Regions from separate parts of the Mus musculus genome. Here all the other regions are linked to region 1. The links are chromatin contacts, called in public promoter capture Hi-C maps. All regions are on one chromosome and are shown on one strand. Each heading gives the region's core, a stretch centred on a gene start, on an enhancer-like site or on the middle of the called end of the contact. The rest is flanking DNA. Distances are from core to core; before and after follow the strand shown.

Region 1 (6,425 bases), core at 1,716-4,215:
ACTAAATAAATGATTGCATGTGCAAATCTACTGATGTCTAAAAGCTTATGCATTTGTTGATATTAGAAATATGTGGGGAATTGCATAAAACACAATGAGGTCAATGAACAAATAATAAGTATTCTAGAAGAAATGTAGACTTAGCTATGCATGCCCTTCCTTGTCCTCAAAAACTGACATTAGAACAGGAAAATGACAGCAGAAAAGAAAGCACAAAAGAGCATTCTGGGAAAGCCTTCTGGAACTGGACATAAACTTAACTTGTAAGCCTCAGACAGCCCTGATAGTTAAATAACTTGTTATCTTCACGGCTACTGCTGGTACTAATACTAGAGGCATTTCTCCTGGTGTGTATGTGGGGTAATATTCTTCATAAATAATTTACTCATTTACCCTCTGGCTTGATTGACAACTAAAGTTTGTATATATTTAATGAAATACTGGTACATTATCTTTCTACTCTTAGCAAATTTCAAGTGAAGACTGCACCACCGACGACTACTCTAGATTTCAGCACAGTATTTCTTCACCTTCTAGCCCTGCTTACCTCACTCAACAGGGTTTCTGTATAGCTCTGGCTGTCCTGGTGGCTGCTATATCTTTTAAATTTTGCCTGTTTTTAAGCAAATGAGCAGAAAACTGAGTTCCCAGGACCTCTCTCTTGTGGCTTTTACCACAATGTGGTATTACGCTTCTTCTACTTAATAGGAGAAGACAGCCTCGGGCACTCAGCTCAAGACAATGTTGTTCATGGAAGCAGAGAGTAAAATGGTGGCTGCCAGGACTGTCTGTAGGGGTCAAGCCCAATTGGTCAAACAGGCACACGATTGGTACTAGTACTTGGTACTAGTACTTTCTAGGGATTATATAATGACAAGGCTGAAGAACCAGGAAAGACTGAGTAGTTGTCCTTTATCCTAAGCTGACCAAAGCCAGTTTTAAGGCTATATATGTAGACTTGAATATTTGATCTTATTCTCCAGAAATTACATTAAGAAGTTGCAATAAAACAGCATAAAACAGAATATGAGGATAGTTAATGCTTTTGTGCAAGAAAGGGACTCAACTGGCTAACCTGAAGGTCCTTTGGCAAAATGGTATTCTTTCTGAGCGAATTGATCCGAAGCCTCTCATCTGCATATTCATAAGCCATTTTCCGTCTCTTCAAATCACGCAACATTCTCCAGTCTACATAGTAACCTCGAACTTGACCTGACGCTGATGGAGGAACTGCCTAAAAAAGAGAGACAAGGATTATCCTACAAACTTTCAGTCACTCGTTAAATGACTTTGAGCAGTTAAATTCTATTTGGCATGTCTGAGTGCACATGTGTGCTTGTGTATGGACGGGCATGTGTGGAGGGTGGACAAGGACAACGCTTCTGTGAGTCAGTTACCCCCCTACAACATGGGGCCTTAGATTGAACTGCACAGGCTTGGTGGCAAGCATTTTACCCACTGAGCCATCTCATGGGGGGAAGACTTAATAGTTTTAGGAAGTAACTTATGGCATTTATTTGTGTGTGCATGTGCATACCTCATGCATACTACAACTCAGGTGGAAATCTGGGGACAATTTGCAGGTGTATTCATTCTTCTTTCTTAAGTCACTGTTACCTTCTCCCACACCCTCAGGTTCTGATGACTTCAGTACCCTTAGTTATAAAATTAGAAGCAATCTGGAGAGAATTTCCAAACTCCCACTACCATACCTGTGCCCCCTCGGCAGTATTTGTACTACACTCTACACCCCTCTCATTGGTTATATGACACCTCTGTCCATTACAGTGGCCATGAACCATGGATACAGCTAATACGCACTGGAACTGTAAGCAGTACAAGTGGGGACATAATTCTTGGTATTAACTCGCTTAAAAGTTTGGTTTTGGTCCAACTGCAAAAGTTAGCATCCCAACTGCGATATATATATATTTTAAGTGTCAGATACACAGACTTTGAAACCTGCTTCCAACAGAAGAATGCAAATGTCACATAAGTCATTCTAATTTTGACTTGTTAGGATAAGGATAGACCTGACTAAAAATATCTATCAAAATTAACCGCACCTCCTTTTTAAACTTCAATATAAATATTAGAAAATATTTAAATTATCCTTGTGGTTTGCATTACAATTCTACTGGACGAAACTGCTATTCATGACTTAACCACATTCCTAAAATCAAAATTCATACACAGACTATATCACCTCTTGCCTGCAAAAAAAAGGCAGATCTCCAGCGATTCTTCCCTATTCTTTATATCAGTGTTCCCCCACTCTAATATACAGATATGACGCAATGTCACAGTAAAGAAAAAACAACCCAGGTCCACCCAGGTCTCCCTCTAGTTGACACCCCTCCCCAACAAAACTATCCAAGACTTCTCCAACGTCCTTTGCTGCTCGTTCCAGTTTCTATCCGCATCATAACACTCCCACTCCTTAACTCTACAGCCAATTCTCGGCCCTTCCTTTAACTAATTCTGCTTTAGCGGAATGGCCTGCTCCCCATTCGAAATTGTCACCACCTGCTTCCAAGCCACCACTGGCTGACAGCTAGTTCCCTACAGTCTCTTTGCATAATCGGAGCCTCTGAGGTCTCAATCATCCGACTCTCCCCTCTCTTCTCCACTCACACTCGGCTCCTTATAACCCGGAGTCATTCTCGCAGCTTTCACATGACGGATCACACCTGAATACCAAGCCCTCGACTGCTGCTCTGGGCTCTCCTAACCTAGCCAGGACGGGAAAGCAGATAGGAGCCTTGGGATCGGTCCTCCGTGCGCATTACAGGTGACAGGGTTACGAGGGACCCACAGGACACGGAAATCAGGGAAGGGGTAGGCTGGCGAGAAAGGCAGGGGCCTGACCTGCCGGAAGGTCCGCAGCAGCGAGCCTAGCACGGACGCCGCCATGTTGTCTGCCCAGCCAGCCAACCACCGCCGCAGTACAACACCGGAAACAGGTTCTGTGGAGGCGGGGCTTATGCCCCAAAGGGCGGGTCCAGGGCAGGATTTAGCCTATAGAGAGGGAGAGGGTAGGTGCGGGATTTGAAATAACTCTCGCGTTATTTCATAGATAAGCAAATCATCCATGCGGACCGCCCACTTAGGCAGTAGGAGAATAGTGAGCCTGCGCGATCTCTCCTGGCCCTTGCTGTTCCTCTGTCCCAGCCCCGCCCAGCCTGCGCCTGTGTTCTGCGCGTTGGCGCCACCCGGCGGAAGCTTGGCAGCATTTGTCACTCATCCTGCAGAACTGGCACTGGTCACATTTCTGCTGTAAAGAAGATGGTAGTGGCCCTGATAGAGTTTCTGCTTGCACGCCAAGGGTTTAAATATGTATTATATTATATATATTATATTTATTTTATTATATTATATCATATCTGTATTAAGGTTGTATAGGTTTTACGTTTTTGTCTCTGTGGGTTGGACGGCGGTAGTGGTGTGTGTGCATGTGCCTGCTGTTTTCCCTTTAGTACAGGGCACTTTCCTGCCATCTTCCTAGCCTGTCTCCTAGATGTGTTGATGGGTGCAGTGAGGAACAGCCCATTGGGCTCTTTACACAGGAAGCTCCCAGGAAGAAGGAGAGTTTTTTTCTTTAAGCGTTACAAGTTAGTGAACATTTCTAATGGGCTAGGGAAACTCTGACTGAAACCATTTGGCAGGATAAGACAACCAGGAGTCCCTGCCATCATACTAAGATCTAAAAAGTCCTAGACCAGCAAGCAGCATCAAACCCTGGTTAAAACTCATTCCCACTCACCCCCACGCCACACACAACATAATTGGGCATCATCTACAGTCATCTCAAGATATGGGTACACGGCAAACTCTTTTATTATGTTTCTGTTGTTTTAAGATGCCTGTTTGTTTTCATCGGGAGTTAGATAGGAAGGGAAGTGGGAAGATCTTGGAGGAGATGAGGGAGGGGAAATATGCTGTATAAAAATATTTCTTTTCAATTAAAAACAGGAAAAGTTTCACTAATGTGTTACAATTTCAGAAAGCCAAACTTCTGGAAGGGGCTTGAAAGTCAGAAAGATATGTTTATAGGCTATAGAGTAAGAAATGAGTTTTAGGGCCGGGCGTGGTGGCACTCGCCTTTAATTCCAGCACTCGGGAGGCAGAGGCAGGTGGATTTCTGAGTTCGAGGACAGCCTGGTCTACAAAGTGAGTTTCAGGACAGCCAGGGCTATACAGAGAAACCCTGTCTCAAAAAAACAACAAAACAAAACAAAAAAGAAATGAGTTTTAGGGCTGGAGGGATGGCTCAGCAGTTAAGAGCACCGGCTGCTCTTCCAGAGGTCCTGAGTTCAAATCCCAACAATCACTCAGTGGCTCACAACCATCCGTAAGGAGATCTTACGCCCTCTTCTGGAGTGTCTGAAGACAGCAACAGTGTACTTACATATAATAAATAAATAAACAAATCTTTTAAAAAGCGAGTTTTATACAATTAAACTATTGCACAGACCCATGAGTTGAATTCCTAAAAGGTCCAGAAAAAAATCAGAAAGATTAAAATTCAATGTGACCGTTTACATTCTCCCTCTATTCTTGAGTGTACTGAGAGACTTTATTTGGAGTCTTCTCACCCTGAGCTTCCATGCACAAGCAGATAGTATATGTTGCTAAACAAGCCAAGAAGCCTTCAACGTAAAACTGGCCCCAAGTTTCTCTGCAACTGCATTGAAGGTTACTTAGAGATCAAAGCATTTCTTGAGACAGGTGCCTGTCAGTATTATCCTCCAGCAACCCTACCTAGAAACTTGGTCTGGAGCTGGCACTAGATAACCACTGCTGTAGTCTCACTGAATGGATAGCTTCCTAGACACCAGTGCATGCTGCAGCCTTGTGAAGAGAACTTGCTGAGCCACCCTCTGTCCTCCAACTGCTATCATTCCACATTTATCAGCTTTCTTTGGGTAAAACTTGGTTTCCCCTGGTAGGCTAGGTTTTCATCCTGCATTACAGTATGACAAGGAACATGGCCAAGAACCCATCTCCGTGTGTGTCATAAGAACAGGCAGGAAAACTATATCCGTCTAGAGTTGGATGTAGGACCAGCCCTAGGAGCCAGGTGATTGTTTGCCTTGTTGAAAATGGCAAATTAAAATAATGGTAGTGCATGCATGCAATCCCAGCATTTGGGAGGGTCAGGAATTCAAGGCTAGCCTTGGGTGCACAGCAAGTTTAAAGCCATCACAGGCTACAATGAGACCCTGTCACAAAATAACAAAAACATAAGCAGCAACAAGAGGCAGTGGCTAGTTGGTGGCAAATGGAAAAGTATCCCAGGACCTGGTGCGCTTAGATCTTGTAGGGTAAATATTCGTGACTTAAAAGCATTTGGTGTACTTTATCAGCTTATTATAAAGAATAAAAATGGACAAAAAGATGAAGACATGTATAAGACAAAATAGAAGAGACACAGAACTTGATGCCCTTCTACTCCCCAGGAAACACCACTCCTTCCCCCCAAACTCCAGGGAGCTCCTTTAAACATCATTAGTAACTATAAAAAGTAGAGTAAAATATACATAATGTTTTACTCCATTTGTACTCTATAATATGATATATAAGATTGGGTAATTCATAAAGAACAAAGATATGGGCTAGGGATGTAGCTCAGCTGGTAGAGAGCATGCCTAATATGAGCAATCCCTACATAGATCCCCAACACTGCATAAATGGACCATAGTGGCTTTCGCCTGTCATCCCAGACTCAAGACATGGAGGGTCAAAAGTTCAAAGTTACCTAAAGTCTGAGTCCAGCCTGGACTACATGAGGCTCTGTGTCAAAAACATTAAATTCAATTGTAGTCCAGAGACGCCCGAAGGGGATGTCAGGTCCTCTCGAACTGGAGGTGCAGACCCTCATAAGCCATCACGTGCGGGCTAGGAATTGAACCCAGGTACTTTGGGAGAGCAGCTGAAAGATCCTGACAGAATGTAAAAGGCCACAGAAGCCCTGAAACTGGCAAAATAGATTTCATTGCTAGCAGAACTAGCTTCACTGATTTAGAAAAATAGAGGTGCACAATGCCCTGGCCACTCCTTGAACCTGTGTGTCTGCCAATGTTTTGACCATTCCTTGAACCCATGTGTGTGCCCACTGATGAAGCCCATTGCCAGGTGTTTGTGAAATTGGTTGCTGGGGAAGAGTAGGAAAATCTCCCCAGCAACCACAGCCCGGCCAATCCTGAGTTGCTACACCTGCACCAGACTCTTTCCTTGTACCCCTCCCATACCCATTTCTTGAGAATAGACATTGTTTAGATCTGGAAATCCCCTACTCCCCCCTTCTCCTTTCTCCCCCTGAGGGCCTATAAAAAGTGGGACCTCTTTCCCCTCGAGGTCGACTCCTCTACCCCTGCATGGGATATGAGTCATTCCCAGAGCTCTGGCTTTCCCTGAATAAAGCC
Region 2 (6,425 bases), core at 2,245-4,744, 8.4 Mb after region 1:
GCAAAGGAAAACACTGAAGCAAGTCTTCCACTAACACTTCTCTTCCCAAAGTTCCAGATCCTAAAATCAGGGATAGAAAAGGTAGTAAAGACAGTGACTGGCTATATTTTCCCCTTCCTATTATACTACACTGTCATCTTCAGAACAATGAAAGATGACTGTTGATAACAGTGAAGCTTACAGGCAGAAAAGATCTAATATCCAGATCCTGGCTGCAATGACCAGCAAGGTCAAGTATCCTTCATTTTGATGACCTAGATAAGTCCTGGCAACTTTTATGACTATTTTAAAACACTTACCCATTAAAAACAAGACCTTGGTGGCAAGATGGTTCGTTGGGTAAAGGCACTTGCCGCAGAGCCTGCCAATCTGAGTTTGATCCCAAGAACCCACGTGGTGGAGAGAGATAACCAATTCCTGCATGTTGTTCTGTGACTCCACGTGTCATGGCACGCTTGCACACTGGCAAATGTAGTTTTAAAATTCTTCCTGGGACTGGAGAGATGGCTCAGCGGTTAGGAGCACTGACTGCTCTTCCAGAGGTCCTGAGTTCAATTCCCAGCAACCACATGGTGGCTCTAAAATATCTGTAATGGGATCTGATGCCCTCTTCTGGTGTTTCTGAAGACAGGCAGTATATTCATATATATAAAATAAATAAAATCATTCTAAAAAAATCTTCCTACTATTGTGTTAAAATATTGTACATTTACACAGATCCAGAGAATTTCAGAATATTAAGCATTATCTTAGAGAATTCCTCATCTTGCAAATGATAACAATCTTTCAAACATCTTTGAAGTCAAGGCCGCACAAAACCTGCAAGCACTAACATAAAAACAGGATATACTAACTTTTCCTTCTCTGAAGTAGAATAAGTGTTTGATTAATATCAAGAAGGGAAATCTCTTGTCTCTGGAAATGCTACAGCCTAGAGGTGGATCACAGGTTTTAAAACCTCTAACTTGCTAACTCAACTTTGAGAGCTGTCAATTTTCCAAATTATGAGTAAATTATGATTGCATACGAGGGCACACTTTCATCTCTGCAACAACCAGCAAGTCCCATGACATCAACTTCAAAGTGGACCTAGCTACAGAAAGACACAGTGACTGTATTCAACTGTTAAAAAGTCTCTATGGTTTTATATCAACTTAGTAACTGTATAAGACATATTGGAAATCTGATCCTCCCCATTTAAAAATTTTTCATTCCAAAATAATTTCTAAAAATGGTTTTCTAAAGTCACCCTGCCTCCCAACATCAATAAAGCACTGATTTATATTCTCTGTTAACTAAAAATATTAGCAAGATCACTTATCCTGAAAAATATTTTCCCTGAAAGACTACATATGATCAGATATTTGAGTGTAAGCAACTGAGCAGCTGTTCACAATTCCAGTGGGGGGTGGAAAGTGGGGGGAGGGGTGGAGGGTGGAATGGGAGGGTTGGAGGGGGGTGGGGTGGAGAGGGCGGGCGCAGGGGGTACAGCTTGGTTTTTTTGAGACTGAACCTGGGGCTGGCAAGTCAATGACTCATATAGAAATTTTAATAAGAATGTCAAAGAAAATATTTGCAGCCATAATAGAAATACTTCCCCTCCCCCAAATCTTAAGGAAGTACAGCACTGTACAGACTGTGAACTGTGAGATCAGACATAGGTTAAAAATATAAATGTAACCAAAAACCACAAACCTGACCCGCTTTGAGACTCTGAGCAAGTTAACCCTGAATCTCAATGTCCTCATTTGCACAGTGGAGATAGCATCCACCTCGCGATGGAATAACAGTTTTAGAGATGGCATGAGTTAAATGCCAACAAAGTGGGAACATCATTAAAATGTCACAAAATAATACATTAAACTTATAAAGGAAAAGGCAAGAGTCTAGAATTCACTGGTAATTTTGTTTGAATAGATAACACTTCATCTTCTTTTACTCACATTTTTATTTGCTCTGTGATTTAAAAATTAGTATAGTTCTTTTGCAATGGCGGAAGTAAAGAAGTATCTACGTCAGAACCTAATGGCTCCACCTCCCTTTGTGGGATAAGTTACCTGTTATTTTTTCCTGAGTTCAGGCAACTATTTTTTCTTATAAAATAATATGCTTTCTATTTATATATTAACCTACAACTTGCTTTAGTACAGAACTCTTTCTAAATGTATGACACCCCCCCCCAGCCTGTTCTGTTCTGTCAAAATGCACCCCTTTATACACTTATCTCTAATTGTGTCTTTACTTCTGTAGGATAGATTCTCCAGAGAAAGAAATGAATCAAAGAGCAAGCACAATTTAAAATTCTGGAGTTGGTGTCAATAAGTCACGTGGTTTACATCCCCACCAGTTTTCTCACCTCTTCACTAATCAGCAGTGCATTCTAGTGTTCTGTGCTAACCTACCAGACAAGCAAAACCCACCCACTTCACTGTTTTAATAAGCATCTTTCGCAGTCAACTCGCCGTGCTACTGACAGGCACACATTTCCTCTCCTCTCACTTAACTTCACGGTTTTGCCAAAATCCAGAGATTCTCCACTTCGTTCTTAGTCACTTGTGCCACTTCGGATGTATTCGAATTACTGGATTAAATGCTATAAATAGTGTTTTGGAACACTTTTAAGCCTCATAAAACTACTCTAAGGGGGTACACTTAATCGAGGCCTCTGAATAGCATCAAATCGCCTGCTCTAGCTCACAAGTGCCATTTAGGAAAGAAAACACAGCAAGGGGGATAGTGAAGTCTGAAAAGTTCAAGTTCCGGTGAACGCCCCTTTTCCTTTAACAGGTGTAAGCACCGCAACATTTTCCCGCTGGGAGCTCACTTGGGTGAGACATCCAACCCTGCCTCCGCCACCCAGGCGGTAGCCCCTCCACCAGCCCCTGACATGGCAGAGGCGCTGACACAACACTACATATGTCACAGGCTGCCCAGGAGACACTCGACAGCCCCCGAGGTCACATCCCGGGGATCAGCTCCCATCGTCCTGGACCCCGTCCACCGCACCGAGGTCCTCCAGCCTCACCAGCTGTTACAGTCACCACAGAAAAAGTCCACAGTGCGCCGGGGGCGCAATGACAGGCACCTCCACTGCTGGCAGCCGCGCGAGGAAACCCACCCGGACAGCCACGCACCCTTACCCAAGCTTCTGCTTCTCTTCCCTACTCATGGGCGCGGCCCCTGCCGTGCACACGGACGTGGCCAACACCAGACAGAGCGCGGCCGTCGCTGCCACCAGGCTCCATGACGCTCGCTGGGGGACCCGGCACCCACAGCCCCGGCAGCCGCCGGCTTTGCTCATGGCCCCGCGGTTCCGCGCACGCGCAGCTGCTACACCGGCACGGTGGGCCACATTGCGGGCTGCCGGCGGCGAGGAGGCTGCGAGCCGTGTCGAGGGCGGACTGTGGAGTGAGGCTGGCGGCCGCCGGCGCCAAACTGTTTGCCGAAGTCACCGAGCCGGTCCCCCAGCGCCAGCGCTGCCACCACCCTCCGCCCTCCACGGCTCGGAGCACCGCCCCCAGCTTTCCGGTGTCGTAGTCTAGGAAACCGCCTCTCCAAGGCTACTTCCGGGTAGAGCCGAAGTGAGATAGCCTCGGGACCAATGGAGACAGCCTCGGAGAGGGGCTGGCCGCAGCTACAGGACCTAGCATTGGCCCAGAGAAGCGGGACGTGGACAAAAGGCGGGACTGGGCAGGGAGCTGTCCCTTCGATCCACCTCCGACCCCAGGAGTTGCCACCTAGGAACTACTAGTCCCAAGGTGCACCGCTTCCTCCAGCTTGACTACAGACCTACGCGCAGGCGCCTTGCTAGATTTCTGCCTAGTAGCGCCCTGCGTTCTGGGACTTGTAGTCCTATTCTGTAAAGGCCACGCAGGTTCCAGGCGTTCTGTGTTCCGCAAGACCTTTGGCCAACCCTACCTCGTCGGTGGGCTGCCCAGTCCTTGAGACTCGTGAGTGCTTTGCCATTCTCTTCCTGAAGATTTTTTTTTTTTCCTGAGAGCTGACAGAATGAGACTTGCCCCCAGGTCGGTACCGAATGCCTGGGTGAACAGTGAAAATATTCTTCTGCCCTCGAGAAAATGACAACAAAACAAAACAAAACAAAAACTAGGAAATGAACAACAGCTAAATGACTCGAACCTTTGACGACCATGTGAGAGTTTTACTTTCATTAGCGCATATACACAACTCTAATATGTATATATCGTCCTTCTACTTTTGCACACGTAGCTTGAACTTTTGCACAAAGGCTTGGAAGAAGTTAGCAAACACTAATCTAACTCCTGAATTACTCCTCTAATTCAGTACCCCAGCAACTAAGCAGGACACTCAAAATGAAGGAGGCCAAGCAAAGCTAAGAACGTGATTAATAATAGTTATCTTAAAAGCCCATGAAGGAAAGAAGTGTACAATGCAAAAGTGATTTTTTTTTTTTAATTTAGTGAAGACTAGATGTTGTAATGAGTTGCAATGGCTGATTGGCAGGCTAACTGTGGGTAAAATGACAGGTGGGTTTCTCTTGCAAAAGCACATGTCTTTCTTTTGTGCCACTTCAGCAGGTGGCGGCAGAGTTGAGGAGCTTGGATGTGACCTCTGTGGCCACAGTAAATTTCGTATTTGTCCGTTCAGCAATATCGAGCTATCTGAAACCTCTTGCTTTTAATGCCTCACCACTTAAGTCTTATCTCTCTGACCATCCGGGTTACAAAATAACCTTTCTTCCTTCTCTCCTCTTTCAAAAACGCAGGTGTTTCCTGAAGGTTCTGTTTCGACTCCTTTGCTTCTTTGTACTCTCCGGGTTTCGCTTTAGTGATTTCTGACACGGATTAAGTCACCTTGTTGCTCGGATTGATTTCTAGATTTATATCTGTCCTGATCATTGGCCTTACATTCAATTTCCTTTCTGTCTGGTCCAAGAGAAACTCAAGTGTAAAATTATTTAATGCTTCAGACCTGTTTACTCACCCTCTTCTTTCCTAGTGTCCAACCAGTGGGTAAATCACCCAGATCCTTATCGCTACTATCTTTCAGACCATTGCCTTTCTAGTCCACATTTTCCTAGTTCCAGCTCTCATTATCTCTTTGCTGAACAGTTGCAACGTCCTAGTCTCCTCTACACTGCCACAGAGTAAGCTTCGATTTGCAAACCCTCTGAATTCCTCCTCCCTCTGCCTTCGATCTGCCCCTGCCCTCAAGTTCTATTCGACTACGAAGTAAATTCTCACACTCTTTTCCTTTCTTTATCTTTGCTCTTCTATCTCCTCTGTTATTCTGTAATCTTTGCCCCACGCCCACAAACCATTAAGACTTGGCTTAGATTCCATCACCACAAAACAGTTCTAAACCTTGCAGAAAGTGTTCAAACCACTCTCCTTCCTGTTCTTCCACAGTACTCTGTGTCTCTATTAGTGCATTTTTACATCCACTAGATTTTGATCGTTTGAGGGGTATTAACCAGCTTGTTTCTAAATAACCAGATTATTCTAAAAGGCCTAGTGCTGTGTCTCCCCCACTAGACATGTTCAAGAAGTGTTGATTTCTTATTCCTTCAGTTTCCTCACTATAAAGTGAGAATAATATGACCTTTCCCTGTAATCATATGAATACTGTACACATGAGCTCATTTCTGAATGATGTTTATCCCTTTTACAAACCTGCAATCCTGCATTGCTGCCATCCCGGATCCTTGTTGGCAGCCTTAATGACGAAGTTAGCTAAGTAAATAAATACCTTTGAGTTGGTGTGGATGTGGCATAGAGAACAGGACAAGCCAAAGTTCAACACCAATCAGCTAGTATTTGAAAACGAAGAACAAAGACAGTAGAAAAATACCTAATGACTTTCAGATGTATTTTCAAGTCAGTTATTTGAAGGAACTTATTGGCAATAACTAGGTTGATTTTAATATTATGATCGTTATCATTATTACTATTTATTATTAGACTTCTTGATGTTCTAATCATAAAGACTTCTGAGTCTTTGGGTCTCAATAAGACAGTAGTGATCTTGTTAAAGAAACAACGAACTGAAAAGGAAGTCCTGGCCTCAGTGTTTATCTTTCTGCATTTTTGCTTGTCTCCCAGCTAACACTGAAGTTTTAAAGGCTGTCATAAGTAGGCAGGACACCTTCCTTGTTGACTCCCTGAATAATAAGCGTCTTTTCCTCCCCACTGTGATTCAACTTCTAGCCAATAGTTGAGTCCATGTTTCACTAACCTCTGCAAAATCCGAAATAGGAAAATCTGGTGTGACCTAAAAGGAATTGGGAGTTAACATTTCTAAGCTGGAGATTCATATTCAGTATGGAAACACATTCACAAAAGTACATTTCAAAGTAGATCCCATTTTAACCCATTAATGGGAATAGGAATTATTAGCTAATTGCCAATTTATGGACTCCTGGGAAATTTTTCATTTGTTAGTTT
Region 3 (6,425 bases), core at 2,062-4,561, 6.2 Mb before region 1:
TTCCCACCCCCTTACCTGGTGTAGAAACCAAAATCTGACAACGTGTGAGGATGGCCAGGAGGAAGTCATTGTGAGAATGCACTGAAAGGAAGGAAGGTTGTCACAAGTCAGAGGAGCTCGGAAATACTTAAATTGTTCCCTCTCTCCCTACCAGTCTTCCCAGTTACCTTTGTAACCATAATATTGTTAAGATTTTCTTACACAGCATCAAACACAAAAGTACTAATTGCAAATCTGGGGAAACTGGGAGAAGATCTACCATTGTCCTGTGTGAGGAGTCTGTGAGCTTCAAGGTCGAACTCCTCCTTGCTGATCTTCTGCTTGAACCACAACTTCAGGTTGGCCCAGTATCTGCAGAAGGAGAAATGACATTAAAGCCACAGACTTCTGCTTCTGCCTCTGCCCCGGGGTTCACTCCCAGGGAAGACAAATTTATAATCCCCGGTGTCTTGGGCTGAGAAGCACTTGTGGCTCTGGGCCAAGCCTATATTAAAGATGGTTAGGAGGAGACCACGAGGTGACTCCTAAGCTAGTCTGTCTAGTCAGCAGCAAAGGAGGGGACAGATACTTCAGACTCTTGCAGAGGTCCCAGGAGAGCCTCAGAAGAAACCCACCCGTCCAGCATACTGGCCTAGGATTTACAACCCCCAGAGCTGTGAAAAGAGTAACTTCTGTGGTTTAAGCAACTCGCCTGTGGTGCCTAGCAAATGAACACACCAAAGAGGCAGAGGAGCAACAAGAAACATCCTTTCTCCCTAAAGGAGGACTCAGGGCAGACTTGGTGCAGACACACCTGTGCCTTTCCTTCTCTTGGCCGCCTTCTTAAAAGAACATGGCGGACTTACTCCTAAGCGTGAACGTTTTATGAGGAGGAGAGTGGTGACTAACACCTATTCCTGTGCCACGCTTCCGTTCAGATGAGCTCAAATCGGCAGAAATGCTGCCTTTCTAATCACTCGCCAGAAAGGAAGTATTCCTGGATATGAGTAACTGAAAGCCTGTGGTTTTAACATCTGGACCGCTGGACATATGGTAAACAATTCACACCATGCACTCTGTATACCCTTGTTTTACCTACCTCCCAGGATCCCATTTAAATGGTCATGATGAACAACGAAAAGCAAACTGCTTAAGAGGAAATGGCCAGAGACAAGCAAGCTTAACCAAGATGGCAGGTTTTAAAAATGAAGACCGGAAACAGAAATGCATTACAATCCCATCATTAACTGTGTCCCTGACACAAAGACTTGTGAATTTCACATGACAGATACATAAAATTTGGAATCAGCACCCATATTTGTGCAACATCACAGTCAGCTCTGGCCATTACAAATGGATCAAAGACTGCAAAGGTTTCTGTCATGCCTGAGTTTGCTAAGTGAGTCTGGAAGGAAGGCACAGTTACTCTGGCCAGAGTTAGAGTCATGGCCTTCACAAGTCATAGCCTGCAGATTTAGCTCCGTGTGAAACCATTCACTTCCAAAACCCTGTGAGCGTGGAAAAAGAGACAAGTCTCCCAATAGGCTTTTTAACCGTAAGCCTCACCAAACAGTATTATAAAAGTACACAACCATTCTAACGAAGCCAAAGGCTGCCATTTTTACCTATTTAAATTTAATTTAATTTCCTCCTTGCATCTCAGGTGGTCCTTCACCCATGGCGCTTGGTGTGACAGTCTTGAGGCAGGACTATCAAACTGAAAACATCACAAACGTAAAAAACGCAAAAGAGTCCCTCACCCCACTCAGCTTGCAGCCTCTTACCAGCTAACATCGAAAATTCCAACACAACTAACAATCTCTGTCTAAGGCCTCCCTCCTTCTCGCTTCCAGGCTGTAAAACCGCAGTTGTCTGGTCATCTGGACAGAGAAACCCCTTGTGCAACTTTAATGTCGCCTGGTTTTACTCTACCAGACTTTATAAGCTTGTCCACCTCATCAGCAAAAAGAGAAAAAAGAAAAAGAAACTTGTACAAAATTCTTGGGTGTAACAAGACAGCTGCCAAAACGCACAACTTGTGACTCTCCATTGAGAAGTCCACATCTGGGTATGTCTTATTTCCCTGGGCATCTCTTTTTAATTCCGGTGCTTAAAAATCTACAAATAATAATACTTATTATTTATTTATTTATTTATTTATTTAAAGCCTTTTAAAGAGGGGTTCCGACGAGGAGCTTGCACCTAAGCTTTTCTGACGGCCTTTCTATTAACACCACCTCTGCTTCACGGGCTGCTCTTGTCAATCATTTCAACTTCAGTGCCAGGAAATACGGGTTTGCCAGAATTGAAGTTCCCCCAAAAGATCGAGGCTCCTCCTCCGGCTGCCGCAGGCTACTGCTTATAGAGCTGTCACTCTGCCCCAGTCCCTGCTGACAGCCCGGCGGTGTGGGGAACGGGAGGACTTTCCAAGTAACCCCTGAAAAGCATCACACGGCGGGAACCAGAAGCCTCAGTCCCATCCTTGGGCAGTGACTTTGGGGGAATAAGTAATCTCTGTCTCTCGAGTACGAACTGTGCCGATCTCAGGTCTGAGGATTGGCTGGCCCGTGTGGAACACTGGGAAAGGCGTCCTACGGCCGGCTAGGCAGCCGCCCCCTTGGATGCTGTGGTTGTAAGGTGGGTGACCGACCGACTTCACTTGGGGTCTCTGTGCCTTCCGAACCCGCTTTCACAGCTCTTCTAGCTGGCCCCTGAGCAACGCGGGCCTCCGCCTCCGGGAAGCCCTCCGGGCCCCCCCACCCCGCCCCGGCGCGCCCCCCGCTCTACCGACTCCGGGGCGCCTAGGGCGCTGCTCCCGCCCCCACGCGGGTATCACCGGTGTCGGGACGCCCAGGAGAAAGTCCTCCAGCGCCTCGAGTCCCGGCGGAGCCCGCACGGGAGCCGTGGCGGCCGCGAGACGCCTACGGCCTCCGGGAGGTGAAGAGAGTCCAGGGACTACGGCAGCCCCGAGCTTGGGGCACACCCACGGACAGGCCCGGAGGCTGGTCCCCGCGGCTCTTACTGTTTCACGTTGTCCCCCAGCGCCTCGCTCAAGTTCTTCTTGGCTGCCTCCAGCTCGCTCACAAAGGTCGCCATTGCAGCGCGCGTCTTTCAGCCCGACCGTAGACCGCGCGGCCCACGGCCACCAGCAACCGAAAGATCAACGCGGCGGAAGGCCTGCGCGCCGGACGCTGGAGGCTCGACTCGACTCGATTCCACTCGGCTCGGCTCGGCTCGGTTCGGCTCGGCTCGGCTCGGTTCGGCTCGGCTCGGCTCGGCTCGGCTCCGCTCGGCTCGGCTCGGCTCCGCTCGGCTCGGCTCGGCTCGGCTCTGCTCGGCGGCCCCGCCCCCATCCGCTAGGGAGACGTTGCGTGGGTTTGGTTCTTGGCCCCGCCGTCTCGCAGTTGGGAAAGCACCCAGCCAAACTCCCTTCGCCAACTCCCGCCTCTTGGCTCACGTGACCCGCTTCCCCTGGTGGGCGCGTGCCCAACCTACGCCCGCCTGCCCGCCCGCGGCGGCCCCCGGGGCGCGAACTTGACCGCCCCGCCCGCCCTCCGGCCAGGCCCCGCCCTGACTGCAGGTCAGCTCTTCCCAGAAGGAAGAGCTCAGGTCCCCGAGTGCATGCAATATCTAATTTATCCTCTTGTCCTCATTTTTTTGCCAAGTGCTCACCACCTATTGTGACATTTAGTTGGTCGATCTCGTTTTCTGCCTCCTGCAACTAAAACGAGAGCTGCCTGAAGGCAGGATTTATGTTACTCAAGTTCTGAACATTCACTATTGACAGATCAAATAAAAATAATTCCCAAGCAGGACTACCAAAGGTCCTAGGGGAGGTAACAGGAGGAGTCTCAGCAGCTAGTTAGCCTGACCCACAGAGGAAAAGACGCAAAGAACCTCGTTTCAAGTCAAGGTCAAGTGGAAGGACCCACAAGCTAGCTTGTCCTCTCTCAAATTCCAAATTCACACTCGAATATGCACATATATACTACACTAGGAAGCCATAGCTGTGTTCAGCTTAAAACTTTTTAAAGCCTACTTTTAAAGTCTCTCTCTCTCTCTCTCTCTCTCTCTCTCTCTCTCTCTCTCTCTCTCTCTCTCTCGTTTTGACAGAGTGGCCTCTTAACTCACATAGATCCAACTGCCTCTAGTGCTGGCTGGGACTAAAGGCATGGGTCACCATGCCCAGCTTGTTTGTTCTTGAAATAGGGTCTCTCTTTGTAGCCCTGGCTATCTGACACCAGGCTATTATTTTGCCTTAATGTTCATGTTTGTTTGTTTGTTTTTTGAGACAGGGTTTCTCTGTATAGCCCTGGCTGTCCTGGAACTCACTTTGTAGAACAGGCTGGCCTTGAACTCAGAAATCCACCTGTCTCTGCCTCCCAAGTGCTGGGATTAAAGGCATGTGCCACCACTGCCCGGCTAATGTTCATACTTTTAATGACAGCATAATTTTTTAAAGATTTTGTTTTTAGGTAGATGTCGTTGTGAGTGAATTTACAGGTGGTTGTGAGCAGCGGGCCCTGTTAAATACTGCACAGATAAGATGCATACAATGACTTCTTTCCTGTCTATTAAACTGGGGTTTTCTCCTGTATTAAAAGAAATATTTTAACAAGCATCTTTATGCAGATTCTCCTCATTTGTAATTATTACTTTAGGACAGAATCCTGTAAGAGAATCATGGGATCGGGTGGCAGGAATCGTTATGAATGTCTCGTCCCTGTGGTCAAGCGCCTCCCAGTTTTTAAAATAATCCTCCCTATATTCAAAAGGAAGCCCCAGTTTAAACCCAGCAGCCTTCCGGGTGCTTGCAGAAGTGGTCAGGCTGCTCACTTTTCATCACGTGCATTTAACGGCCTCTGCTGCACACCTGATACCCAGTCCCTTCCAGTAGGGTGGGTGACTGGGGGCGGATAATATTACTCTTAAATATTGCCCACTTTCTGCAATTTATTTCCATAGGCCAACACAACAAAAAAGGAAGATACCCACTGGTTTATTTTTCATAGCAGCTTTTAATTTACTATTATTTATTCATTCATTTATTTATTTACATGCGTATGTGTGTAGGGACTCAAGGGTCACAGCCCACGTGTGAGGTCAAAGAACAAAGGACTCAGGTCTGCCCTTCTGCCACGTGTGTTCCAGCAAGTGAGCTCGTGATCAGGCTCGGTGAGGAGCACCATTACCACCGAGCCCTTTCACCACCTGATTTCATATAACTATTTTACTTGCATATTTATAAAAGCTTTGTCTCTGTTTATTTCTCAGTTTTCAGCATCTTAAACAGCATTGTTTTTGCTTTAGCATATTTTTTGGAAGAACACAACAAGAGATCTACCTGTAACAGATTTTGTAACTGTGTATCACTGTGTGTACAACAATGTATAAGAAGATCTCTAGAGTCTACTTAGTTACTTCCCATTTCTCCTTCTCCCAGCCCCTACTAACCTTTCACTCTATGAATTTGATTACTTTAAATTCCTCCTATGAATGAAATTGTGGCATACTTTTTTTAATGTTGTGTCTTTATTTCACATAGTATGTCCTCAAGATGCAACTGAACTGTGTTGTCACACTTTGTATTCATATATATGAATGACTTATATATGACATATATATATATATATACACACACACACACACACACACACACACACACACACACATAGGTTGTTCATCTGTCAACAGACTCTTAGGCTAGGCCACATCCTAACTACTGGGACTATTGTGTAGGCCAGGCCACACTGTAAAAATAACTTTTATTCATCTGATGCAGATGTCTGTGAGGCTGACTGCCTCTATCTGTAAGCCTAGTCCTGAAAGCTGCTAACCTAGGCCTAGAATATTTCAGCCTCTGAGGCTCACTGCTGACTGCGCTCACGCTTTCCAGCTCTTTATGAACTCTGGCTGGCTGGTTCAACTCAGCTGCTCTGGCTCCAGCTCTCCAAGCTGACTGATTCAATCTGGCTTCTTTCTCTTGGCCTCTCCTAGATTTCTCTGCTTGGCCTCATACTAACTGTGGCAATATGCTCTAATCTTTTGGCTTCTTTTCTGGTTCTTTTTATGTAGTTAAACCAATTTAAATGTATCCCCGTCAGGCTTACAAATGAGTGAGACTCCGACTACTGAGTCTTGGCTTTGAAAATCACTGGAGATAGCCCCTTACCTACTTTTCTGCTGGCCTGGCTACCTCCCCAGCAGTGTGCTCCAGACACTTGCTGTTTCTCCTGGCCATGTGCTTGCTCATGGTCCATCTCCCCTCATGGTGGTTTCCCCCTCTCCCCTGAATCCTTCTTCTCTCTGCCTCTGCCACCCCCCACCAGGTAAACTTGAAACCTGCCGACCTCTAATCCCTCCAGAAATTGGCTGAGCCAATTTTATTTAACCAAATAGTTGTTTTTGTTGTTGTTTTTGTTTTTGTTTTTGTTTGGTTGGTTGGT
Region 4 (6,425 bases), core at 2,849-5,348, 5.3 Mb before region 1:
TCAAAATTCCAGGCCACATAGTATTCCAACTACAATAAATATCTAAATAGAACATATTCTTGTTACCTCTTTATAAATATTTGTCAATAACAAAAAATAAATTTAAAATTTTATAATAAGCAACATATACTTTCTGACTGCTAATATTCTAACCTTTCATAACTTTTTAATAGAACCTTGTATATGAATGTAGTCTAATACTTAGAAGGTTATTCAATACCAAATACTAAAGTACAATAGTATTCAAAGGGACTATTCATTCTGGGTAATGAGTAGAATAATAATCTGTTTTCTCAGATTTTTGTTCAAACATTAGACAGTCATCAGTCATATTTTTCATGCTTGTTCATGTCTATATTGCTGGGCTTACAACTTTTCAATCACAAATACGTTTTTAGTGGTAGGCATCTTCACATATTATTAAAAAACTTAATTGCTAGAGATGTAGCTTGGTTATAGAGTGCTTGCTCTGAAAACATAAGGGGTCTGGTCCTGGTTAATGGTCCTGAATTAATGAACCTTTAATTCCAGCACTAGGGAAGCCGAGGCAGGAAGATTTCTCTTGAATTTGACGTCAGACTATTCTATATAGCAGGTTTAAAGACAGCCAGGAGAATGTAATAAGATTCATTCTTTGTTTTTGGAGACAGTTTTTTTTTTGTTTGTTTGTTTTGTTTTTTGTTTTTGTTTTTTTCCTGTTTCACAGCCTTGGCTATCCTGGAACTCAAACTCACAGAGATCTGCTTGCTTCTGCCTCCGGAGTGCTGGGATTAAAGAAGTATGCCACCACTCCAGTAAAGATCTAATTTTAAAAAAGCAAAACAGCAACAAACAAGACCTCAAGTTCAAGGTCAAACTGGGATAGAAGGGACCTTGTCTCAAAAACAAACAAACAACACAATAACAACATCAAAAGCCCTAAACCCTTTATTTGGAAGAGAAAGTTCGTTCTGATTTGTAAAACAAATACTTTTGTACATGCTTTACAGATATTACAATCATTTAATTTTTCACAATCATTTTTAATTTTAAAAGATTTGCACCCAGGCAGTGAGGGCTCACACTTTCAATCATAGCACCCAGGAGGGAGAGGTAGGCAGATCTCTGAGTTTGAAGCCATCCTGATCTACAGAGCTAATTCCAGGACAGCCAGGGCTGCACAGAGATATCTTGCCTTGAAAACCAAACCAAACCAAAAACAAAACACAAAACAAATAACCAACTAACCAAACAAAAAGATTCCTAAGGTTTGGGGAATTCGTTAAAGTCAAGATTTAACCTGCCTCTGTCTTCCAACTCTGTGTTCCTTTTATTACACTTAAAACAGAATTAACCCAAAGACTTCCGGATGAAATGCACAAAATACTCTGTACAGTTTAAGTACTATAAACAATAATTACAAGTGGCTAAAAGCCAGGGTCTTGAAAAAGATCAACAAAAGACTACTTTCCAATTCTCTGTTAGCTTAAGTGCTTTAAAACTGAGCCTGCTCCACACTGTCCTCACTCCAAAGCTGGAGGGTAAGAATTGCCAAAGACCTCAGTTGATTTTGTAACATTCTGATCATTACATAGATTGTCAAATTATTATCTTCTGAAAATCTCTGCCATAAAACATAACAAAGCAGAAAAATGTAAAAACTAATAGGTAACTAAACAAACTTCATCAATAAAGTTCCTTAAAACAAGTTTTATAATGGTTTTCATACTGCAGTAATGCCATTAAGTGTTAAAATTACCATCTATGCAGAGGTATAGACCATTCTGTTATTAGAGTGGACACCAGATTTAATAACCAGCCCAGGCTCTAGAGAACTGCCTCATCCCTTAGAACTAAACCTTCCTCTGGGCATGGTGGCCCACACCTTTAATCCCAGCACTTGGGAGGCAGAGGCAGGTGGATTTCTGAGTTGAAGGCCAGCCTGGTCTATAGAGCTGAATTCCAGGACAGACTGGGCTATACAGAGACGCTGTCTCAAACAAACAAAGAAACAAACAGAACTAAATCTTTCTAATATCAATTGTAGACTATGGATTTAATCTATGTAAAGGCAAAGTTCACTTTTTTGTTAGCAACTCCATTTTTCCACTGTGAGTAAATTTTTCTATTTGCTCAATTTTATGCTTGAAAGACTTCATAATATAATCAGATTTTAGTCCTCACCCAAGTATTACTATCACCCATTTTGTATTAGAAATAAACTAATTTAATAACTGTGATAAAGAGCTAGAGGGACAGGGGCCTTCCAGTTTCTTAAAGAATTATTTTAACTACAAGAATTCTTATCCAGTACTTGTGACAGCTAACATCCTCAAAGAATCAAGCATATGTTATTTTTGATTTTCACACTGAATACATTTTATATGAATTAAGACAGAGGTATAGAATTTTGCCCAAGGTCACATCTTGGTGAGCGGTGGAACAGAACTGTATTCATATCTGCCCACATAAAACACAGATATAACCTGGTCAGTGATTGCATAATGACTGGCTTATTATACTGGGTCTATGGAACCAGGTTGACATTGACTGAACCGGGAAGGGGAAGGGGATGGGGGTGGGGAGCGTCCAATTTTGGGGAGGGCTCACTTAGCAGGCCTCTGCCAAGAGGAACTAAAGTATGACCTTTACTCCAAACCCTCTGCTGAGACCAGACAGACACCTTTTCAGCTCTACCCCACGTGTGCGTTAGAAATTCACGGAGGGAGAAAGGGGAGGAGAAGGAGGGTTTCATGGTGGCCCAAGACCCCTTCGTGGCTCTCAGGAGTTAAGTAAGGTTCAAGTCTGGAGGAGAGGTCGGGAGTGTGAGCAGTGTTTAAGGGAGCGAAGACATCAAAAGTCAACAAGGGCACTGGGTGCTGATACTCGGTTTTTGGAAAGAGACCTAAGATGAAACAAGGTGAAAGACTAGGAGAATTGATGGATTCCCTTCAGTGGCGAGATGAGGGCTCTGGGATTCCGGTAGCAACTCAACTGTCACAGGGCCTCTAATGTCCCGGTTTCGGAGGGAGAGGAACGATCTCCGTGCGAGCCGTTCAGGATTCATTACCTGCCGGGTGGTTGTAAAGCGGCCTCAATTTCTTTGGCAGCAACAACTCCACTTTATCCATGAGTCGGTGGTAGGTGGCCCGCAGGCCTCGGGCGCCGGCAGCTGCCATCGCGGCGGCCTAGGGATCGACAGCAGCAGGGTGGGAGCGCCGCTGTGTCCGCGTTCCTGGCTGACAACGAAGGGCGGCTCGTCACTTTCTCTCTGCAGCGCTGGGGCGTCCGCCTCTGCCCTAGGGCGCCCTTCCCCGGCTCTGGCAGCCAGAGGTGAAGCACCTAGAGGCCGAGTCCCGCAAAGGCTCAGGGGGGCGGAGCTCAGCAAAAGCCCGCCCCGGCCCGCCTCCTGCGAGCGGGTTGGGGAGACCGAGGGGGAGGAGTCATGGCAACAGGTGCTACAGAGGTCGCCGTGCTGGGGCCGCTAGAGCTAGGCGGGCGAGGCGTTGCGCAAGCTTAACGGCCTGCTCTAATTGGCTGGCCTCACAGAGCGGAAGAGGCGTGGCCAGAAATCATCTCCTTCCGGCCCTGGAGGCCATGTTGGAGAGGGGAACCTGAAGCCGCACTTCCGCCCGGTCCCTCACTTTGACTAATAAGCTTTCTGGGCTTCCCTCTCCCGAACTGAAGATGACGCTGGATACCTGTCGGACTTCCTCTTATTTACTTATTGTTTTTGAGTCGGTGTCTTCGCTGTGTACCCCAGGCTGGCTTGGATCTCGCTATGGTCCAGCCTCCCGACTGCTGGGATTGCATGCATGGGTCATCACGCCCGGTTTTTTCCTTTGACTCGAGAGGCGTGAGCAAGACAACCTCAGCGGCTTCCGTCATGCCTCTCCAATCCATTAAGGAGTAGGCTAGAGCGCCCTCAAGCTCCTCTCCTAGGGTGAGGGCAATCGTGACGCACAGCGGCTTCTGTTGCCCGTGTGCATCCTCTCGCGAGAAGGGCCGGGAGGGGGCGTGGTCTAGGGAGGAGAGGGAGGAGCTCGCGGCCGCCTCCGCCTTCGCCTCCGCCTCCCGCGGGAGGGGGGTCGAGGGAGGGGACTGTTGCCGATCTCTAGATGTTCTGGGTAGTCTGAGGAGAGTATGAGGCGAGCCGTGGCCCGGGTACCTCTCCGCTCCCGGGGAGAAGGCGCGGCCGTGGCTGCCGCCCTCTGAGTCGCGGCGCCGGCGAGGCCCCGGGGCGCGCGCATGGTGCTGGTGCCGCTCGGGTGTTGATCGGCCTGTCCCCTCCCTCTCTTCCCCTCCCCACCCCCCGCGGTGGTCTCCCCTTTCCCACCCCAGCCCCTGCGGAGCCATGGCTCGGAGTGGCTCCTGCCCGCACCTGTTGTGGGACGTGAGGAAAAGGTCCCTTGGGCTGGAGGACCCGTCCCGGCTGAGGAGCCGCTACCTGGGTGAGCGGGGGCCCCGGGGCGGCGGCGCTGAGGTCGCCGCCCAGAGGTGGGGGAGGGGGCGCCGCCGGGGCTGTTGGCGACCGGACCGAGCCCCGACCGGGGCGCCCCGCAGGCTAGGTCTCAGGTGGGATGACGGCGATCCGCGCCCGCTCCTCCTAAGGTCGGGGTCCCCTTTGCAAGCTGCCAGGCGCGGCTCAAGCTGGGCTTCCCTCGGAGAGCCGGGCCGTGGGGAGGCGGCACTAAGCCCGGAAAGGTGTTGGGGTCGCTCGTGGGCTGGGACTCCGGAGAAGACTCCGCGAGCCTTACGGAGATGCCACGTTGAACGCCAAAGTTGGCGCTTTTGCTTTTCTCCGGAGCTGTCCCCGCTCAGCCGAAGACCTCAAGGTGTTGCTTGTCCACCTTCTTCTTCGGCTTCCGCAAGGGGTTAGATGTCGCCCGAGAGAGACGCTGTTGACCACCCTCAGGGACTTGACACCCCAGCCGGGCTCGCTGTAAACCGTGGCGCTTAGCCCAAACCTAAAAGAGATCGCGGAGCCCTCCCCACCCCCGCGCCTTCCCAGGTCCAGCCTGCTGTCAGTCCCGTAGACCTCTTTTAGGTGGTGTAAGGTTTCACGTTCCTGTTCCCACCCCTGGAAAACACACTTGGCATTTTCTGTTTCTTAGTTAAGCTTTCTAAAAACAACCTTCAGGACTGTGGACGCAGGGTTCCACCTTTTTCGTTCTGTGTACCGTGAGTTTTGTTGAGTGTGTTGGGTCATGCCAGAGTCAACTAAAAAGTCCTGTTTCTTCAAAGTGCCTCCTCCCCCCAACTCTGTCATTTCTTTGCCAAGTGAAGCGATTTGTTGCTGTCATTTTTTTTTTTTTTTTTACTAACAACAAAAATAGAAAGAAATGAAATCTCATTACAGCCAATACTACTGGCTGTAAATTGCTTAAAGGACGCCTAGGTGTGCGTTTTAATGTTTTTAAATGAATGTTATCATTGTAAGAATTAAATACAAAAAAGCAGAAGTCCCAGAATCGGTCCCATTTGGATTTCATGCCACTGCCCCTAGAAATGTTTCTGTTTTGTGATTATTTTCCTTGATTTATTTCCTTCTTAGAAATGCATACATATATAAATACTAGTGCCTGTATGTGCACCCTACATGTGTGTGAATGAAAACCGGATGCATGGTGGTGAAAGCATTTTTCTCCCTTGCTTTTTTCTTCACTGCGTCTGGAGATCCTTTTAGACATAAAAATGTGTGTAAAACATTACATAGTACTTAATGAAGAATTTTAATGTTCTAAGTTTTAGTCTCTTTAATTTTTATTTGAAAGAGACTCCTTATATAGTCCAGACTAGCCTTAACTTTTATCTCATTCTCCTGATAGCTGGGATTACACTGTAAATTTTCACCTGACCCTGTCCCCTTTTCTGTAATATGTGTTCACTGTCATGACTGTGCAAACATCATTTACATATGTTGTAGTAAGTACCTAGACTGCTTGTTTTTAATATTTGTAAAGTCCTTTTTAAAATCCTTGTCTTAAAAGAGGTGTGAAAGTTTATTTTAAAATTTAGTTTGTGTAGAAAAAACAGACTTTTACCTTAATAAAGCAAATGCTAAAGTTTTGTGTGAGTGAAGTTATAATTTAGTCTTATTTCAATTGGGTTTGGCTGTGTATAATAAAGGTAATGAGAACATGGTCAGTGGGGCTCTCGAGATGGCTCAGCGGGTGAGGGTGCCAGCTACCAAGCCTCTGCTGCTTCAGTTTGTTCTCTAGACTCTGACATTGCAAAGAGAAAACTCTTTAAGACTAAGAACTGCCTTAGTCTTCTAAGTTCTGGAGTTACTGATGTTTGCCACTATGTTTAGCTTTAAGTAATTGAAGTGTAACAATGATGCATACTTCAGCACTTCTTTAAAAGCGATTTTTCCTGGGTTAGATGGCAGACATCTGTAATCCTGTAATCCCAGCACTTCCAAGGTAAAGGGCTGGCTGGTAGGA

Evidence for each region. Promoter capture Hi-C pulls out the DNA fragments that hold promoters and counts their contacts.
Region 2: a promoter capture Hi-C map of liver shows a contact between it and region 1, with 7 times the contacts expected there. The contact joins the promoter of Edem3 here to the promoter of Mrps14 in region 1. A contact is called at or near these places in 1 of 39 promoter capture datasets (liver) and 1 of 484 Hi-C or Micro-C datasets (muscle stem cells).
Region 3: a contact with region 1 is called in a promoter capture Hi-C map of liver, with 2.3 times the contacts expected there. The contact joins the promoter of Tada1 here to the promoter of Mrps14 in region 1.
Region 4: a promoter capture Hi-C map of pre-B cells shows a contact between it and region 1. The contact joins the promoter of Dcaf6 here to the promoter of Mrps14 in region 1. A contact is called at or near these places in 1 of 39 promoter capture datasets (pre-B cells) and 2 of 484 Hi-C or Micro-C datasets (CD4 T cells and CD8 T cells).

Annotation. Positions count from the first base shown.
Region 1 is chr1:160,191,755-160,198,179 of GRCm38.p6, reverse strand. Mrps14 (mitochondrial ribosomal protein S14) reads right to left here and starts at 2,965. Exons shown (of 3, transcript NM_025474.4): 1 at 2,869-2,965; 2 at 1,076-1,234. The coding sequence starts at 2,913.
Region 2 is chr1:151,752,443-151,758,867 of GRCm38.p6, reverse strand. Edem3 (ER degradation enhancer, mannosidase alpha-like 3) reads right to left here and starts at 3,494. Exons shown (of 20, transcript NM_001039644.2): 1 at 3,141-3,494. The coding sequence starts at 3,301. 2810414N06Rik (RIKEN cDNA 2810414N06 gene) reads left to right here and starts at 3,850. Exons shown (of 2, transcript NR_151475.1): 1 at 3,850-4,025.
Region 3 is chr1:166,376,053-166,382,477 of GRCm38.p6, reverse strand. It overlaps Tada1 (transcriptional adaptor 1), which reads right to left and starts at 3,311. Exons shown (of 8, transcript NM_030245.3): 1 at 3,002-3,311; 2 at 260-351; 3 at 16-81. The coding sequence starts at 3,075.
Region 4 is chr1:165,458,136-165,464,560 of GRCm38.p6, reverse strand. Dcaf6 (DDB1 and CUL4 associated factor 6) reads left to right here and starts at 4,098. Exons shown (of 19, transcript NM_028759.1): 1 at 4,098-4,430. The coding sequence starts at 4,334. Mpc2 (mitochondrial pyruvate carrier 2) reads right to left here and starts at 3,301. Exons shown (of 5, transcript NM_027430.3): 1 at 3,050-3,301. The coding sequence starts at 3,158.